3 separate regions of the Mus musculus genome follow, and regions 1 and 2 are each linked to region 3. Evidence: chromatin contacts called from public HiChIP or PLAC-seq and Micro-C data. All regions are on one chromosome and are shown on one strand. The core of a region is the stretch at or near the end of the contact, and the rest is flanking DNA. Distances in the headings are between cores, read along the strand shown.

Region 1 (2,700 bases), core at 170-2,669, 170 kb after region 3:
AGGCAATCCAAGCATCAGCCCTGGATAGCAGTCCTGCGATAGCTTACTTTTGTGTGTGTCATCATTAGAGCATTAATATTAAAGCCAAATTCTTTAATATCTTTATGGACCATTTTGCACACTGTGATGATGAGTGCACCAAGTCAGGATGCAGGAATATGAGTGGAACATAACTCTAAAGAGTGTTCCCTCTGTCACAGAGACTTGCCACACACCTGTACCCTCAGACACACCAGACCCCTTTGCAGAGTGGAGACGGATGGACTCCAAACACGTCCATCTGATCCACCTGATGTTCATGGTGACTGTGCGACTCCTCTCTGTCAGTCTCTCCCCTTCCTTAAAAAAACATAAACAATTGGCAATCTTTTCTTTTACCTTCCAGTAAGGTGTGTGTCAACCTTTTTTACACATGAGAAAGTTCAGAGTTCTGAAGTTCACCTCTTAACAGAAGTATTCATTTTAAGTATAAGCCCTCATCACCCCATGCAAGGCTTAACACCACTCTGAAAAAAAAAAATGATGAATTATTGGTCTTTGGGGATTGCATTAACTCCTGAGAGTCACCAGGGAGGACGCTGCGTAGAGTCCTGATGAGGTAGTCTAAATAGTCCCCTGGCTGGCGATGCTAATTAACACCCAGCACCCAAGTGAACAGTTAGCTCACTGACTCTCCCTGGGACCTGCGCCTATTGTTTACTTTCTACACTGGAACCAAGATACCTGGTCTTTGCTCCTTTGAGCCTGTTTCAGACCTGGAGTTTCAATTAAATGAAATCTAAAGAACGATGTGTGTTTGTTCTCTTCCTGCTTCTTCCTGGTCATCTTCCCTTTGATTCACCTCAAATTTCCTTCCATGTGGCTATGCCTTCCTCTTCATTGTTTCTTTGTAGACCATGATCCCAGAAGCAAGATACATCTTCTCTAGACCCTTGGGAGGTCACAACTGACTAATCTCTTCAAGTAAAAGCAAAACTCATGCACTTCACCAGCCACAACACCAGAGTGCATGTCACCCGTGCCTATAGGATCGTCCTGTGTGCTTAACTTAAAAATATTTCATACAAGATTCATGCCTTAGGTAAATGTCTTGGCAAAAGGAGGCAACAAAGCTGGACACGGTAGCAAACGTCATCCCTACCCTCAAGAAGCAGGGACAGTCTGGTTTACATAGAAGTTTCTAGGCCAGCCAAAGCTACAGTATGAGCCTCTGTCTCAGGGGGGAAACACACACACACACAAAAGAAGCCAAGACCTGGAAGGTTTTATAGAGTCTTTCAGCTCATGTGATTGTGTTCAGCTGATCAGAGTTATGAATTAAAACAGTAAACTTTCTGTCTGGCTTAGTGAGTCACTCTGCTGGATTATTTTGAGAGCAGCTGGCCATTACCCATGACTGAGAGGAGACTGCTTCATAGAATAAGTATTTGATGACAAGGATGGGAGGAGACGCCCTCCCTGTGGGCACATTCTTGACTAGGGTTAAAGAACAAACCGAGAGGGAACTTACCAGGCAAACAATGGAAATGTGCCTGCAGTGTCACCAAAGCGCAAGTTGCCTATCTCAACCTGAGTCACTCGTAAGGAGGGGTCATGAGTGACATGGTTGGGCCTATCTAACATCTCACTGCCCTTCCTTTCTGGAGGAACCCAATCTCAAGCTATTTTATAAAGAAAATGCGTGGCTCTAAAGGTTAAATAAGGAAAGATGGGATTATGAATTAAATAATAACCAGAAGAGCCAGGGTTCCCCTCGAGTTTTGTGCTTTCCTGCTATTGTTTTGAATATGGGTGTGAGACAAAGAACTGCTCAGGTCAGGCACCATAAATTACAGTTTTCATACAATAGTGATCCACGAAAATGATTTCAAAGCTTGATCAAAGTCATTCCAAAAAGCCTTTTAAAAAACTTTTCTACAATACATGGGGGACAGGAAGTTTTCACGTGATGCCTTGACTCATTTCAGTGAGTGTAACAGAGTTCAAGCTGGGTGCCATGCCTACTTTATAAAAAACACAAATCATTGATTAGGTGAGTACAACTTGTGCTGGGTGCTTCCGGTGTGAGGACAAAGATGGCAGGGTTCAATCTAGTTACCTACAACCACTAAGCATTTAGAGTCACTTAGAAAGAAAAGATACATATAACAGGTTTTTTTTTTTCCCTTGAGCATAACTTGCCCACACTTATGTCCACAAGGTATTTGCTAAACCGGATTTACTCCCTACACTCAAGATGATATAACAGGGCTTAGTTTGGTATTTCAATAAGGCAACAGATGTGTTTCTTTTTCATTCCTTTTCCCTCTCGAACTTCTGAGCTGTCTCATGCCATAGAGGAGGATGAAGAGAACTAGGCTCTCGGGAGCAAAGTGGAGAGAGTCCGCAGCTCAACCATTCGTGCACTGAAGGTAGACCAGGGTAGCCATGTCAAGTGCAACTGACCACCCTACACTACGTGGTCAGACCATCTTCACTCTTAAAAGAAGGTCATTTTGAAATGCCACCATGAAATATAACCACATCAATAGCGTAATAACAGTAGAAGTTTAGTGTTTAATTGAGGGCCAAACATGAAAGCAGTGACCATTAACCTAAAATGGCTATGAATTCTCCTGGAAGCTGCTGCTGTTTAAAGAGATTTCTAGAATTACTTAAACTGATCCTTTTTCACATCCAAAGAAAATTCATTCATTCAAA
Region 2 (2,700 bases), core at 173-2,672, 250 kb after region 3:
TTAGCCATCCCTATTCTGCCCAAAAGATCTGGGTTAACTCCCACCACTGCCTTTTCCTAGAAGCGCCCCTTTCTGTGGGGTCCCAGGGTGCCTGACCCAGACCTCCAACATCCACAAACGAGGGTGGGGATCTGAGATGTGAAAGTGGAATCTGCAGAAGAGCCAGGGTAGAGAATGGATTGCGCAATCCAAGAATTAGAAGCACTGGGGAGGAAAGACACACCTTTTCCAAATGCACCGTTCTTTCCTTCCCCAGAGCCTCGTTCCTCAGAATTGCTCTCAGAAAAACCCGCAATCTGATTCTTTAAAATAAAAACCAAAAACTCCCTGAGAAGCCAAAGTCGTTCCGCGTGGTAGATTGCCATGTCTGATGTGGGGGGTCCAACTGCGGCGGGGAGACCCTTCTGACACGGCTGCTTTGTCAGCGTCTTCTCCCAGAGGCAGAGGCGATGGAGATGGGTCGCGTTACCTGCTTGCTTGCGCCTTCTACCCTGTGCAGAAATCCCAGGAGAGAGTAATCTGGACGCTAGAAGTACGCCGCTGTGCACCAAACCCCAACTCTCTGAAACCAAACGGCGCACCTTGCGGTGCAGAGAGATGAAGTGCTTACACTCCGGAGGCGGCAGGATATTGGGGTGCGCTTCAGCCGCTCTGTCCGCGTTCAGCAAAAGCAAGAAAACAGGGTCAGGGAAGAAAAACACAGGCATGGAAAAGACCTGTTTGTGTATGGATACTGTGACAACTAAGACAGACAGACAGACAGACAGACACACACACACACACACACACACACACACACACACACACACACACACATTTTGAATGCTCTGGGATCCCAAAGATGTGTGCAAAAGGAATTACCTCAAATTGAGAACTGCTTAAATTCCAAAAGCGATTCCTGTAGACTTTTATAAACCTGTGAAATCCCCCCCCCCGGAGTTTGCTTTTACAAGTACAAGAAATATTATTTGGCATTTCTTGTTGCCCCTCATCAGATATCTATTTTTTAATAGCAATAATAATAAAAAGCCTTCAGGGTTGTCCATTAAAATATATCTTTGGAAGTTAAATCTGCAAGGGGGGAAAAAGCAAACTTGATCAAACCCCTACAGAATAAGGAGATTAGAAAACGAATCCTTTTGCTTAGGCATTTGGTCGTTTATTCCCCGAGGCCAAGTGAAAGGTGTGAGTACTTTCCTGTTTTATTATTATTTTTAAAATTTATTCATTTAAATGTTCAGCCATGACAAGCTATTCCCTCGCTGCAGCGGACGAGGGTGAGAGTAGTGGAAAGGGTAGGTGGAGAAGGGTGGGGGGCGCAGAAAAACACCGTTGGCTTCGCGGGGGGCTGTCCCGCCGCGGTCTGCCCTGAAGGCCAGCAGGGGGCGCTCTGATGTTATCTGTGGACCAGCCCGCGGAGCCGCTCAGAGCTCGGTGACACAGGCTTGGCGGTTTCACGCAGCTGCAAGAGGAAGGGGAGGAGGATCGTACCTCCTAAACCCTCAACAACGATTCCACTCGGCTTATTTACCTTCGGCTGGAAATGTATCTACGTTTCACTTCAACTAGTTTAGTGCTGCAGCTCCGACCTCTTTTCATCTGTGTCTTTACAGAGCACATATAATCACACCCTCTTGAAATATATATTAATGCAACTTATTAGAAACGACGATGAATAGTCAACATTTTTTTCGCCTGTTAGTTCCGCTGATCCAAGCAGGATTTATTTGCAGGTCTCACATCCCGAAGTCATAATGCGCCCCCATCCCACCCCCCACCCCCCTTAAATAAAATTGGTCAAATGTTGACAACCTGTAAGACAACCTACCACTCAAGATTAGTGATGGGAAACTAATGAGAAAATATCAGATCGCCCGGCCCGAGGGCTGCCAATTAAATCTTCGCTGATTGAAAAATAAAAGCGGACTTGGGGTGTGAGCCCAGCTCAACTTGAACTATTAATTTAACATGTTGCCGGTCCGTGCCTTCCCTCACTCCACTAGCGCCTCCCCCCTCCCCCCACCCCATCCCTCAACCTAAAAGCCAAATGTTATTTCTCGAAATATTTCAAGAGGTCCAAATCAGAATGATCATTTCTTACACGGTAAATATTAGCCCTTTAAGCAATATGATTTAACTAATTAGAAAATTTACATCATTAAGTCTCAGGGAGAGAAAAAAGAGAAACAGATCTGCCAATCATTTTAAAGGAGACAGGCACTATTGAAGTGTGAAGAAATCGGCTCTAATTCAAAAAGGCAATCGGGCAGAAAAAGCCCTCAACATTACCCTGCTAGTTATTAATCAGAAAGGGCCCTCTCTTCTCCCTGCGCCCCTCCCCTCTGGGCACTGAGTTTAAGTTCTTTTTTCTTTTTCTTTCTTTCTTTTTTCTTTTCTTTTTTCTTTTTCTTTTTTTTTTCTTTTTTTTTTTTTTGCCAGTGGCCCATGTCATATTTATATTGAGGTTTTGTCTGCTAAGGATTAAAATTTGAAAATGTTTCAATATGAAGAAAACAAAATCCTCAAAAGGAAAAAAAATTCTTCGTGTACTGGTAAATTTGTTGTAATGCACAATTCTCACACTCCTCCTTATTTTTATTCTTTCTTCCCATTAAGTTCTATTTTGAAACCTGCTCGGTGAGAACTAGATAGTCTTTGTGTTCTGCTCCCCTCCCCCTCCTTGTACCTCCTCCTTCCTAC
Region 3 (2,700 bases), core at 137-2,636:
TTGGGGTGTAATCTGAACTTGGGTGTCTTGCCTTTGTGCTCCAGTTCCACCCTGAAGAGGGTAGTTCTGTACTTGACACATGCAAATGCTAAATACGGCAGCAGCATGAGGTCTCTGTCATTAGCAGTAATTTATGTAATGAAAGCCACCTGGCTGTTTTTTATAATTAATTGCTTGTAAATAATAAATTTAAATATAATTTATAGTTTTCTAAATTTGATTACTATACAGCCCCAACAGCAAACCTAAAAAATAATGGTGACTTCATAATTAAATAACATATTTTTAAAAGTAAATGTGTTTTGGAGAGTGATGGGAACCTCACCAATCCCCTTGTTAGCCTCTTCTCTAGTTGAGATGCTGATTTTGTAAGTCTCACTAATTTAACCTTTATATTGTCATTTCAGTTGATCTTTGAAATATATTCCTACATATAATTTAATACACAGAAGAAAATAGACTAATTAACATAAGTGAAGTTAACTCTACTGAAAAAAATGTGTTTAAGACTATGTCATAAAATTTTGAATGTATTTGAAGAAACTTTAAATGTGGGTGAGGCACCTATGGTGGTTTATTAAATACTGTAGTGATAGTAAGAGGCTTTGCCTGGGAGACTTATTAAATACTAAAGGTAACTATTCATTTAGGAAGGCTTTACAGTATATCTCTGCATTCATGGAGCCAGATGTACTAGCTGCCAGAGAGTTATTTTGATGCTGTGGCAAGTATTAGTGATTCACACGACTCAAAGAGAATGGGAAATTCTGAGCCCAGTCCTTGATGGTCTGTCATTAAAAGAGAAAGAAAGGAAAGACAGAAAGGGGTGGAAGAAAAAATAGAATTTATGCTTTATTTTTAAGACTGACAAATATGTTTACTGACACTTATATGAAATTTTCTCAAACTTTACACATTGGATTTTTAAAATTAATTTCTCTTTTCTCAGTGTATCTCCATTTAAAACTATATCCTTTAGATATTTACATTGTTATTTTGCCATATAGCAGTAAAGTTACTGCCATTGTCAATTTATGGAATGCATAGAATATATTAGGATTAATAGATTAGAAAATTATATAGCTCTGAGCTATAAACATAAATTAGAAAAATTCTCCATATGAGACTGTTAGTAAGTTGTACCATAATTTAGATAAATCAGTAATGCTGTTTCATTAGTTGAATCTCATTTTTTTTTTTTTTTTTTTTTTGATCTGCAATTCTCTATGTTCCTTGGAGAAAATCAGCTAGATCATGAAGAGCTTAGCTTTGTTAAATAGCAGCCTTGCACACTGGCTGCTTCTGAGATGGAAGAGTCAGTGAAGTTGGCCCTGTTTGCAGAGCTTCTGTCTGTGGTCAGGGTGACCACCATCAATCACCTCAACAGCTGACATCATACTTGTTCAGTGCCTGCTTTCCAAGGCCTTGAATAATCCCTTAAGAATTCAGAATGTTGTTGACTGCCCCCATTTTCATCACTGAAGAAAGAGGCTTTGCAACAGGTGCAGGGGCTGGGGGGAGGGAGGGTACTAATTGTAGGGTGTGCTTAATCTGACCAGAAGGGAGAGTGACTCCAAATTTGGTATCTTAGAGAGCAGAGTGACCTTTTAAAGTCCCAAGATGAGAATTGCCAACAATTGCAACAGGCTAATTATACCCACAAGGAGTTGTGAAGTGCTTTCAAGTTTTCATGTACACCTAGAAGTTCAGCCATTGGTTTGAAGTCATTAACATATGACAGATGCACTCCCCTTCCTGGGCTCCTGCGATAAGACTTGATTGTAGAAGTGGGAATTTGACCACAGCTTATCCCTTGCTTCATTAGCTTCTTTACAGACAAGCAGGGTGGGGTGTTTTGGTTTTTTTTTCTTTTCTTTCTTTCTTTCTTTCTTTCTTTCTTTCTTTCTTTCTTTCTTTCTTTCTTTTTTTTTTTTTTTGACTGTTATCTAACAATTCCCGAAGCCTCTTCACTTTCTGCAGACAAGAGGTCACAGCAGATAACCTCGATGCTGATTTTCCCAAAGCATGTCACACATGGACACTGTTAAATGTCTTTTGTATATAAATCCATAATATATTACACATATGTTTAATGTATCCCTAATTGTACCTTATGTGAGCTTGGATATTTCTTTTCCCATTTATATGATTTTTAGATATAGCAGCTTCAGTGTAATTTCTGGGTTGGATTTATTTATTTGTTGTCCTGGTGTGTGTGTTTCTGAGGATCCAGCCCCAGGCTCCCTATAAGCCAGGCAAGTGTCTGACCAATTTTTGGTTTAGATGATAACTGAATATGTGACTTCTATGTGCATAGATTTGACCACTCTTTAAAGTTGTTGAGAGCAGAGAAATGAAATTTGGGTCCTCTCCTCTTAGTCTCCGGGCTGACCTGTTGTTCCCGAATCAGGAATAAATGGTATAGGGGATAACATGTAGAAGGGTGGATATCAAGCAACAAGGGGCCTTATGACGTAACCCCAGAACTGCAGCTCTTAACTGAAATGGCTTTTCATTACCTGGTTGAAAAGCACCTAGAATAAGCCATTTTGGATTCTAGTGAAAAGGCCGCTGCTGGGTGAGACCAGTCTCTAGTAGTTTAATTTCCCTTCTTGGTATCTTTGTATTTTATTTCAAGTGGACTTTCTTAACACACACTGAAATATTTTTTCCAGTTCTTTCCTGTTGGGTTAAAACCTG

The links. Hi-C and Micro-C count contacts between places; a contact is called where the count stands out from the background. HiChIP or PLAC-seq counts read pairs in DNA pulled down with a chosen protein or histone mark.
Region 1: a contact with region 3 is called in a Micro-C map of muscle stem cells, with 4 times the contacts expected there. The contact joins two enhancer-like sites. A contact is called at or near these places in 5 of 484 Hi-C or Micro-C datasets (the C2C12 cell line, muscle stem cells, myocytes and 1 more).
Region 2: an HNF4G HiChIP or PLAC-seq map of pancreatic cancer cells shows a contact between it and region 3. The contact joins two enhancer-like sites. A contact is called at or near these places in 7 of 484 Hi-C or Micro-C datasets (the C2C12 cell line, cerebral cortex, embryonic stem cells and 3 more), 11 of 115 datasets of contacts at active chromatin or transcription factors (bone marrow-derived macrophages, craniofacial prominence, differentiating embryonic stem cells and 7 more) and 1 of 9 other capture datasets (embryonic stem cells).

The regions. Positions count from the first base shown.
Region 1 is chr2:115,779,307-115,782,006 of GRCm38.p6, forward strand. No RefSeq gene overlaps it. Among named protein-coding and RNA genes, the nearest start is that of Gm52524, 3.8 kb to the left of the region's middle. Within about 2 kb of position 1,420, at least 73 of the 459 cell types and tissues checked have an H3K27ac peak or open chromatin away from gene starts, as enhancers often do. A contact at or near this core is called in muscle stem cells and myocytes, where this site is marked.
Region 2 is chr2:115,854,584-115,857,283 of GRCm38.p6, forward strand. No RefSeq gene overlaps it. Among named protein-coding and RNA genes, the nearest start is that of Gm31590, 49 kb to the left of the region's middle. Within about 2 kb of position 1,423, at least 48 of the 459 cell types and tissues checked have an H3K27ac peak or open chromatin away from gene starts, as enhancers often do. A contact at or near this core is called in pancreatic cancer cells, where this site is marked.
Region 3 is chr2:115,604,520-115,607,219 of GRCm38.p6, forward strand. The region is part of intron 1 of BC052040 (cDNA sequence BC052040); the gene reads left to right. Among named protein-coding and RNA genes, the nearest start is that of BC052040, 24 kb to the left of the region's middle. Within about 2 kb of position 1,387, at least 20 of the 459 cell types and tissues checked have an H3K27ac peak or open chromatin away from gene starts, as enhancers often do. A contact at or near this core is called in muscle stem cells, myocytes and pancreatic cancer cells, where this site is marked.